Regions from separate parts of the Sus scrofa genome. Here region 2 is linked to region 1. A link is a contact called in public Hi-C data. All regions are on one chromosome and are shown on one strand. The core of a region is the stretch at or near the end of the contact, and the rest is flanking DNA. Distances in the headings are between cores, read along the strand shown.

What was found. A called contact is a pair of places that touch in the nucleus more often than the background predicts.
Region 2: a contact with region 1 is called in a Hi-C map of liver, with 4 times the contacts expected there. A contact is called at or near these places in 3 of 47 Hi-C or Micro-C datasets (embryonic fibroblasts and liver) and 1 of 2 datasets of targeted methods (skeletal muscle).

What each region holds. Positions count from the first base shown.
Region 1 is chr3:28,676,921-28,681,576 of Sscrofa11.1, reverse strand. The region is part of intron 18 of PARN (poly(A)-specific ribonuclease PARN); the gene reads right to left. Among named protein-coding and RNA genes, the nearest start is that of PARN, 62 kb to the right of the region's middle.
Region 2 is chr3:28,843,627-28,848,282 of Sscrofa11.1, reverse strand. No RefSeq gene overlaps it. Among named protein-coding and RNA genes, the nearest start is that of MIR365-1, 62 kb to the left of the region's middle.

The sequences.
Region 1 (4,656 bases), core at 672-3,171:
ATATGTCTGTGTGTGTGTGTGTGTATATATATGTAACCAAATTACTCTGCTGTACACTGGAAACTAACATAACATTGTAAGTCAACCATACTGCAATAAAATATTTTTAAAAAGAGAAAAAAGGAAATAAATAATAAAGGCTACCAGAACTAAGAAGCCCAGAAGAACTAACTAGAGATATCTAAGAAAAAAATCCAGCTGAAAATGCCAGTTGAATCAAACTTGAGTATCCTGAGCACTAGCTCACCTGCCCTGCGGGAAAGGACTATAAAGTCAAATCACAGGTTTAAGTCTGCAATCGCATCATTTCTTTTCATTTCTTTTCTCTCTCTCTCCGTTTTTTTTGTTTTGTTTTGTTTTGTTTTTTTTGGAGTGGGGGAGCATGCCAACAGCATATGGAAGTTCCTGGGCCAAAGACTGAATCCAAGCCACTGCAATGACAATGCCAGATCCTGAACCCACGGGCCACAAGAGAACTCCTATTTCTTCTTGAAATATTGTTTTTCTCGGAGTTCCCATCATGGCTCAGCGGTTAGCAAAACTGACTAGGAACGATGAGGTTGTGGGTTCGATCCTTGGCCTTGCTCAGTGGGTTAAGGATCTGGCATTGCCATGAGCTGTGGTGTAGGCTGCAGAAGGGGCTCGGATCCCGCGTTGCTGTGGCTCTGGCGTAGGCCGGTGGCTACAGCTCCGATTCAACCCCTAGCCTGGGAACCTCCATATGCTGTAGGAGTGGCCCAAGAAATGGCAAAAAGACAAAAAAAAAAAATATATATATATATATATACACACACATATATATATTGTTTTTCTCTTAAAATCACGTGGCCTCAACGAGTTTAGAAAAACCTACTGTCCTATAAATACAAACAGGGATGACACTTAAGAAGCAGACTTCCCAGAGCTCCTGTCACGGCTCAGCAGTGACAAACCCGACTAGTAACCATGAAGACGTGGGTTTGATCCCTGGCCTTGCTCAGCGAGTTGAGGATCTAGCATTGCCCTGAGCTCCGGTGTAGGTCAAAGATGCAGCTTGGAACCTACACTGCCATGGCTATGGCGAAGGCCAGCAGCTGTGGCTCTGATTCAACCCCTAGCCTGCATCCATATGCTGCAGGTGCGGCTCTTTAAAAAAAAAAGTCAACTTCTCAATTCTCTCACCATGCGAAGTCAGGTTCGTTACCACTGAGCCTCTACAGGAACTCCTTTAAAATTTTTTAGGAGTTCCCATCGTGGTTCAGTGGAAATAAATCTGATGAGTATCCATCAGCGTTCCCTGCGTGGCTCAGCGGAAATGAATCTGACTAGAAACCATGAGGTTGCAGGTTCAATCCCTGGCCTTGCTCAGTGGGTTAAGGATCTGGTGTTGCTGTGAGCTGTGGTATAGGTCACAGACGCAGCTCGGATCCCAGGTTGCTGTGGCTCTGGCGTAGGCCGGCAGCTGCAGCTCCAATTGAACCCCTAGCCTGGGAACCTCCATATGCCGCTGGTGTAGCCCTAAAAAGACAAAAGGAAAAAAATTTTAAAGATACCTTTTGTCAAGCATTCTACTGGCTATTTGTTCCCTAATATTTCTTCTGGGTTCTAAGTATTATCTCTGCTGAGATAAGTACAAACTTATTCTCAATTAAAACACTTGAAAAATTTTTTTTAAAGTTAGTTAATCCTAAACTACCTCATTGGCTTGCTCAATATTTTAACCAAATAGAAACTCCTTTCAAGTGAATATTAATAACCCTTCTCACCCATCCCCTCATCTCCATCTTCAGGTCTGGGCTCTAGAAGGAAGCGAGTCACCCCACGCCCTGGAAGAACACGAAAGCCGACTGTGTGTGTGATTTGGCAGCCTGCACCCCGTGCAGTTGGGAAACCGATTCTAAAACCGTAGCTGAGCGTCCGTGGAATGGAACCAAAGTAAACTGGCCGAGGGCCTCCCTCCCTGCTTAGGCCAGACGGTTTGCAGGCCACTGCTCTGGAAGCCTCCCTGCCCTTTTGAAAGAAAATTAAAACATCTCATTGTATGCACACCTCACACAAACCGGCCATCACACTGACTCGCTGGAAAGATTTGACAAAATGCCTCACGTGTGGATCAGCTGACCGGACGATTTTCATTTTAACATGTGAGGAACTGCACGAGGCAAGCCAAATGCCAGTTAACACAGCCAAGGACGTCCCCTCGCTGTGAATCACAACGAAAAGCGCGCTCTTCCAGGCCTTCCATCTGCAGATATCAAAAAGCCACTCGGACCAGTGCTTGCACGAAACCTTATTTCTATTTCAGGGAAGAGGCGCAACAGCTGTCATTGGCAGAAGATGCTCAAGCCCTGGGTCACGTTCCTCCAGGCCTCCTGGTGGAATATTCTCTCTGCACTCATTCTCAAATGGACAGACACTAACTCTGTCAAAGAGCAAAATGAAAATTCCCATGTGATTCAAGGGCCAATTTCACACCAGGATTCGACCCTAAAAAACGGCATGACTCAAGTTCACATTCTAGATGCCATAAAACAAAGGTTACCCTTTTGGGCACCTGTCAGGTTTTGAACGGTCGACGATTATACGGGTGATGCTGCTCCTCTCAGCTTTCCGACCTGCCTGGAAAGACCCAAGGGTACAGCACGGCGAGCTCCGGGGTGTTGCCCTCAGCAGCCTGCATGGCTTCAGCTCAGCATCTTCCCAGGCTCCGTACAAAGCCTTTAGGTCCAGGAGTTCCCGTCGTGGCGCAGTGGTTAATGAATCTGACTAGGAACCATGAGGTTGTGGGTTTGGTCCCTGCCCTTGCTCAGTGGGTCAAGGGTCCGGCGTTGCCGAGAGCTGTGGTGTAAGGTCGCAGACGCGGCTCAGATCCTGCGTTGCTGTGGCTCTGGCATAGACTGGTGGTTACAGCTCCGATTGTACCGCTAGCCTGGGAACCTCCATATTCCGCGGGAGTGGCCCAAGAAATAGCAAAAAGACGACCAAAAAAAAAAAAAGCCTTTAGGTCCAAAAACGCCAATGACCTCTGCTGCGTGTCTGCTGTGTGGCAGGCAGAAAAAGCCATCTGCTGACATCCTTTTCCGACCAGGGTGGTGTGACACTTGACCCAGACTGTGTGAGAAGGCTGTCAGTCACAGAAGCACTTCATTTCAGACACAAAGCTTCTTAGGAGCCTTAACCTGGAGCACTTAGCAAAACGCGTTTCCCCAGACCAGCAAAATCGGCAGTCAGAGAGAAACACAAGGTCCCCAGGCCCCACCTAAGCCCTTATAGACTCAGAACCTGGGAACAGAGACTCACGGGGTTCACAGAAAAAAAGAGTATGTTCCAGGCTGTGTTCACTGCCGTGATGGACGATTCACTGGTCAGCTGGATAATAATGCCTTGGGCCAACTTCTCCAAAAAAAAATATGAGTCTTAATGACTTGTTTATAGTAAATCATGCTGGCTTAGAAAAACACAAAAGTGTTACCACAAACACCAAAGACCACCTCAAAATCCAGGAGGCAAAGCCATAAGGCTTCTACCACTCCCTGAGACCAGGAGGTTAACTGTGGTGAGAAACTTAAGTTCTCTGCAAGAGATAACGTGGGGGAAATTATTACTGACAGCTATTTTTCTCTTTTTTAAGAAGAAAGTAAAAAAAACCAAAAAACTTAAACTACTTTCTTGGCAATTCATTGGCAAAAGTCCAACCTGTTTCTGTGACTTGGCCACAAGTCAATGCCTCCAGCATCGCAAAGGTTAGCCACTGATGGAGCACTCAAAGCTGGCCAACACTGGAAGGAGGAACACGCACACACAAAGAATCAGACCTCTCCAGCCGTATCAGAATTCCCTGACCTTACCAGTGAGGTTCAGACCCAGATTCTGACGACCACAAAACACACGAGGCAGGTCCAAAGAAGTTCACTAATATCAAAGGTTATTCTTTGATGACACAATAGCTTGCCTTGGACTCTGGCTTATCTGAACCATTCCCTGGTCGTCCAGTGAATAAAAAAGGATTGCACAACAGCGCCAGTATTAACCCACATAATGCAGCCACCGTGCTGAAGACAACAAAAAGCTGATCTTCAAAATGCACACAAGAAGTCCTGAAGGCGAGTCAAAAGTACTTTGCACAGAGGCTCACGCCTCTGGGAACCAAAAAGACCATTACAGTTCTTCACCACTCGGCAGGACCCAGTCTCTGCATAAAGTCAACAATTCCACTCAGAAATGACAGAAAACACTGAGTTTTGCTCTGGCAGCACCCCGTTCTCCCACGCTGTTAACGTACGGCAGGCAGAGGAAGTGAATCGGTGAGGAGCGCTGGGGGCCGCTTTGAGAAGCAACTGGCAAAAGCAGGAACGCTCAGGGCCGTCCAGGGAACGTGTGTCTGACACGAGGCCCAGCACAAACGACGGCTTCCTAAGTGGACCAGGACAGATCCACCGGACAAACCATGTCAGTGATGTGATGCTGACCACGAGTTCTAACATCTGTTGAAAAGTCCCATTTTTAAGTCACAAAATCACATAACAAGGATGATCTCAATTAGTAAATAAGAGCTAGGAGTTCCCGTCATGGCTCAGTGGTTAATGAACCAAACTGGGATCCATGAGGATGCTGGTTTGATCCCTGGCCTCGCTCAGTGGGTTAAGGATCTGGCGCTGCCATGAGCTGTGATGTAGG
Region 2 (4,656 bases), core at 1,108-3,607, 170 kb before region 1:
CTCCCAAAAAGGTTTATAAGAGGTCAACCAGACCGCAGAAGGATGCTCGGCATCACTGGCCATGAGAGGAGATGCAAGTCAAAACCACAACGAGATGCCCCTTCATGCCCATGGGGATGGCTAGAATCAAGCAGCCAGACAATAAAGACATTAGTGAAGATGTAGAAGGAACTGGAAACTTTCTGTAAAATAGAGCAGCTGCTCCAGAAAACAGCTCTTCAGAAAGTTAAACAGAGTTACTACATGATCCAGCAATTCCACACCTGGGTATCTGCAAAATGAAAAAGAAGTGGAAGCATAGCATTTGCATAGACTTATGCAGGCATATTTATAGTGGCATTATTCACAGCAGCTCCAAAGTAAAAACAACCAAATGTCCGCCAACTCATGAATAGATAAACACAACAGTGGCACTCCACGCAATGGAATATTACTCAGCCATGAAAAGGAGTGGATTCTTTTTTTTTTTTTTTTTTTTTTGTCTTTTTAGGGCTGCACCTGTGGCATATGGAGGTTCCCAGGCTAGGGGTCCAATCGGAGCTATAGCCACCCACCTACACCACAGCCACAACAACACCAGATCTGAGCCATGTCTGCGATCTGTACCACAGCTCATGGCAATGCTGGATCCTTAACCCCCTGAGCAAGGCCAGGGATTGAACCCACAAGCTCATGGTTCCTCGTTGGATTCATTAACAACTGAGCCATGACGGAAACTCCAAAAAAAGGAGCGCATTCTGATACTTGCTACAATATGGATGAACCTCAAAAAAGCATGCTAAGTGAAAAAAGCCAATCACAAAAGACCATGTACAAAGAGTTCCCACTGTGGCACAGTGGAGTTGGCAGCATCTCTATAGGCAGGATGCAGGTTCGATCCCCGGCCTGGCACAGTGGCTGAAGGATTCAGCACTGCTACAGCTGCAGCATAGGTTGCAACTGTGGCTTGGATCTGCTCTTTGGCCCAGGAACTCCATCTGCCATGGGTGTCGTGGAAAAAGAAAAAAGGGGGACAAACCCCACATACAGTATGATTCTGTTTATATAAAACAGCCAGAAAAGGTAAACCTAGAGAAGCACAAAGCAGCTGGGTGCCTGTCTGGATCTGAGGGTCGGCGGGGGAATGGCAGCAAGTGGGCAGAGGCTTCCTTTCCGGGATGAAAATGTAAACTGAGATTGTGATGAGGATGGCCCAGCTGTGAACTGACCAAAATTCATAGAATTGTGCACTTCAAACAAATGAATATTTGGGGAATGTTAAGTACACCTCGAGGAAGCTGTTAACGAGAAGGCCTCCTGGACCCAGAGAGGTAAGTGAAGGCCCCCCCAACCCTGGGTAGACCCTGCCCGAGGGTGGGACGGCCCCAAGCAGCCTTCTTCATCTGTAAAGCAGATACAGGGACTGCCAGGGGGGTGGCTGTGCCCACGTGTACCCCCTCCAGGCCATCTAGCTGAGGACAGACCCCAGGAGGGAGGAGGCAGGGGGGCCAAGGGAAGGAGCACTGCTATTTGGGGCATCAGCTCCTTCTCCTGCCTCCGAGTGAACCAGCCAGAAGGCTTGGGCAACATGAACTTACGTAGGTGCCAACTGAGACAATGGACCTGGGACCAGTCCCTACCGACCCCTACTGTCCCCCAGGGTCAGGGACACCATCGGAACTCCAGCCCTAGGCTCTCTGGGCAGAACAGGAGCCCTCTCCCCATGAGATGCCCCACCAGGGCTCGAGACCAAGGGGGCACTGGCAGTGTAGACGGGTGGTTATGAGCACAGGCTCTGGGCTCGGACAGCCTGGTTCAAATCCCAGCTTGGTCACTAGGTAGCTGTTTCATACCCAGCCAGTTTCATCACCTCTCAGAGCCTCAGCTTCCTTATCCCAGAACTGGCCATCGTGTGCCAGTGCCCGCATCGGGGACTCTGGCAGGAGTTAGAGCAGAGGACACAGAACGTTCTGAGAGCGTCATCCTCTGTTTGCTGTGACCTCCTCCTGAGCAAGCTCTCACATCGAAGGCGGGGCTGGACAGGTGGGAAGAGACCAACAGGACTGTGCAGCCCATTAGACTGGAGAGCTTGTCCTTTGCACCCCAGAACCTCGAACAGAGGAGGAAGGATGGAGAAGCGGATCAGAACCCTCCTGGAAAGCGGCACAGCTGCTGTGGAACAGTCAGGTGGTTCCTCCCACAGCGGGACACAGCGTGACCCTGTGACCCAGCAGTTGCCCTCTTGCGTACGTACCTAAGAGAACGGACGACTTAGCCCCAACGCAAAAACTCATACACATGTTTGTAGCAGCGCCATTCACGGGAGCCGAAGAGCGGAAACCACCCAGATGTCCATCAACGACTGAACGAGCCAAATGGAATGTGTCCAGACGATGGAGGATCATCCACCATCAAAAGTCCCGACACGGGCCAGGACACGGACGAACCTTGAAAACGCGAAACGCAGCCAGAAACAAAAGGTCACGTAGTCCATGATTTCATTCATATCAAAGTCCAACTCGGGACATGCAAGAAACAGAAAGCAGATGGTGGGGTCTGGAGCTCCAGAGAGGGCGGAGGGGAGGGCGGAGAGCTAATGGGTACCAGGTTTCTTTCTGAGAGGTTGAAAACGTTCTAAAATTGACACTAGGGATGGTTGCACCTGTCTGTAAACACACTAAAACTCCCTGGATGGCACCTGCCAATGGCTGAAACGTATGGTGCGTGATCTATATTTGAATACGACTGTTTAAAACAGGAAAGAATCTCAGTTTGGACATCGAAGGATCTTCAGGCCCACTGGGTCCAACTGTGTCCCCACAGATAAGGTCACTCAGGGCTTCCTGGCACCCGCTGACCCAAAGGAAGGGTGTGGCGGGGCGGGCACTTAGCCTGGGCAGGGGGAGGCAGGGGCACAGGAACAGGGCACATCTCTTGCTTGACTATGGTGAGCTCTATGCGGACCCCTGGCCCCCACCTGACCCCGATCCTTTGAGGAGCCCAGGGTCCTTCTTCTCTGCCGAGATAAAGGGGTGGTGGGGGAAGTCGTTTTGACATCTGCTCTGGGCCACTCCGCTCAGAGGCCCGAGGCTGTCTTCTCTCTGCTCTCCCTCTCCCCAGGGTCCAGAGAGCCTCCTGGGCTTTGGAAGAGGTGCTCTGGGATTGGATGGCTGTTCTCGGCTGCTCCCCCAGCTCCTCAAGGGCCCCCAGCGCACTGAGATGATCCCGTGAACCCCAGGACACACACCGAGGCTGTGGCCAAGGGGTGAGAAGGAGGCGTGGGCTCGAAGATCACGTCCCCACAAATGGGTACATGCTTTTACTGGGGCCTAGATCTTTCCAGAGGAACAGGGAGGCCCTGGGTGGAGGATGGGAGGGGGAGGACCTAAGGGTACAGGGTGGAGTCACCCCGGGGGCAGAGAGAGGGCAGCAGGGGAGGGAGAGGTCTCGGGAGCCACCAGAATTGCCCTCAGCTCTGAATCTAAGAGCCCAGAGAGGGTCCCAGGAAACGCTCTAAGCCACCCTCTAAGCTGCCCCTCCCAGCCCTGGATCCATCACCAACCAGAGGCACCAGCCACCCAGTGGCTCTAGAGCCTTCGGTGGCTCCCCAGCACCTCAAACCTCATCTCCACCCCTGCCTTAGGGGCTTGGTCCTGGACCCAGTCCTCTGAGGCCTCCTTGGTTTGCTACAGGCTTTTCCCAGCTGCCTCTCCCCTGCTTCCCCGAGTAAATTCTATTCAATTTTCAAAACTTCCCTCCAACCCCCACAGCAGTCACCCCTGACAGCCTGCAGGAACACTTTTCCTCATCTTTGTTCTATGCAGATGTGAAAGGCAAACTACAAACTGAAAACTATTCACAATGTTTGATAAAAATGCTATTATAGCTTATTTTATTTGTTGTCTTTTTAGGGCCACACTTGTGGCATATTAAGTTCCAAAGCTAGGGGTCCAATCAGAGCTACAGCTGCGACCTACACCACAGCTCATGGCCACACCAGATCCTTAACCTATCGAGCGAGGCCAGGGATCGATCCTGCATCCTCATGGATACTAGTCAGGTTTGTTACCACTGAGCCATGGTAGGAACTCCTTGTTGTTTATATTTTAAGCAAAAAAGAAAAAACAAAAAACAAGGCCTATAATGGTGAATATAGCACGCTTTTGTATTAGACAAGAAGAAATAAGAATATCTATATCTACCTTTTTTGGGTTTTTTTTTTTGTTTGTATTTTTTATGCCTGTACCCACAGCATATAAAAGTTCTCAGGCAGGAATTGAACTCTCACCTCCACAGTGACCCAAGTTGCTGCAGTTAGGTTCTTAACTCACCACGCCACAGTGGGAATTCCCTGTTATATTTATTTTTGCAAAAAGAAAGGAAAATGAACAGAAACTGGTGAAAATGGTCACGCAAAGGAAGCTGGTTGGGATTGGAGTAGAGCGGGGAGGGATGTGAGTGGCATCCCTGACCTCATTTTATTTGTGTGTTGTTTTATTCTCTGTAAATGAGATAAGAGGAAAAGAAAGCAACCCCCCAATATGAATCCAAAACAGAAACAAGTGAACCCAAGTGTCTATCAGATTGATAACCACACTGAGAAGAGTATTTCTCAGAACTTTTGAACACAGTGATCGGACTGCACTTCCTCAGAGTGATACATTCTAAGGACAAAAA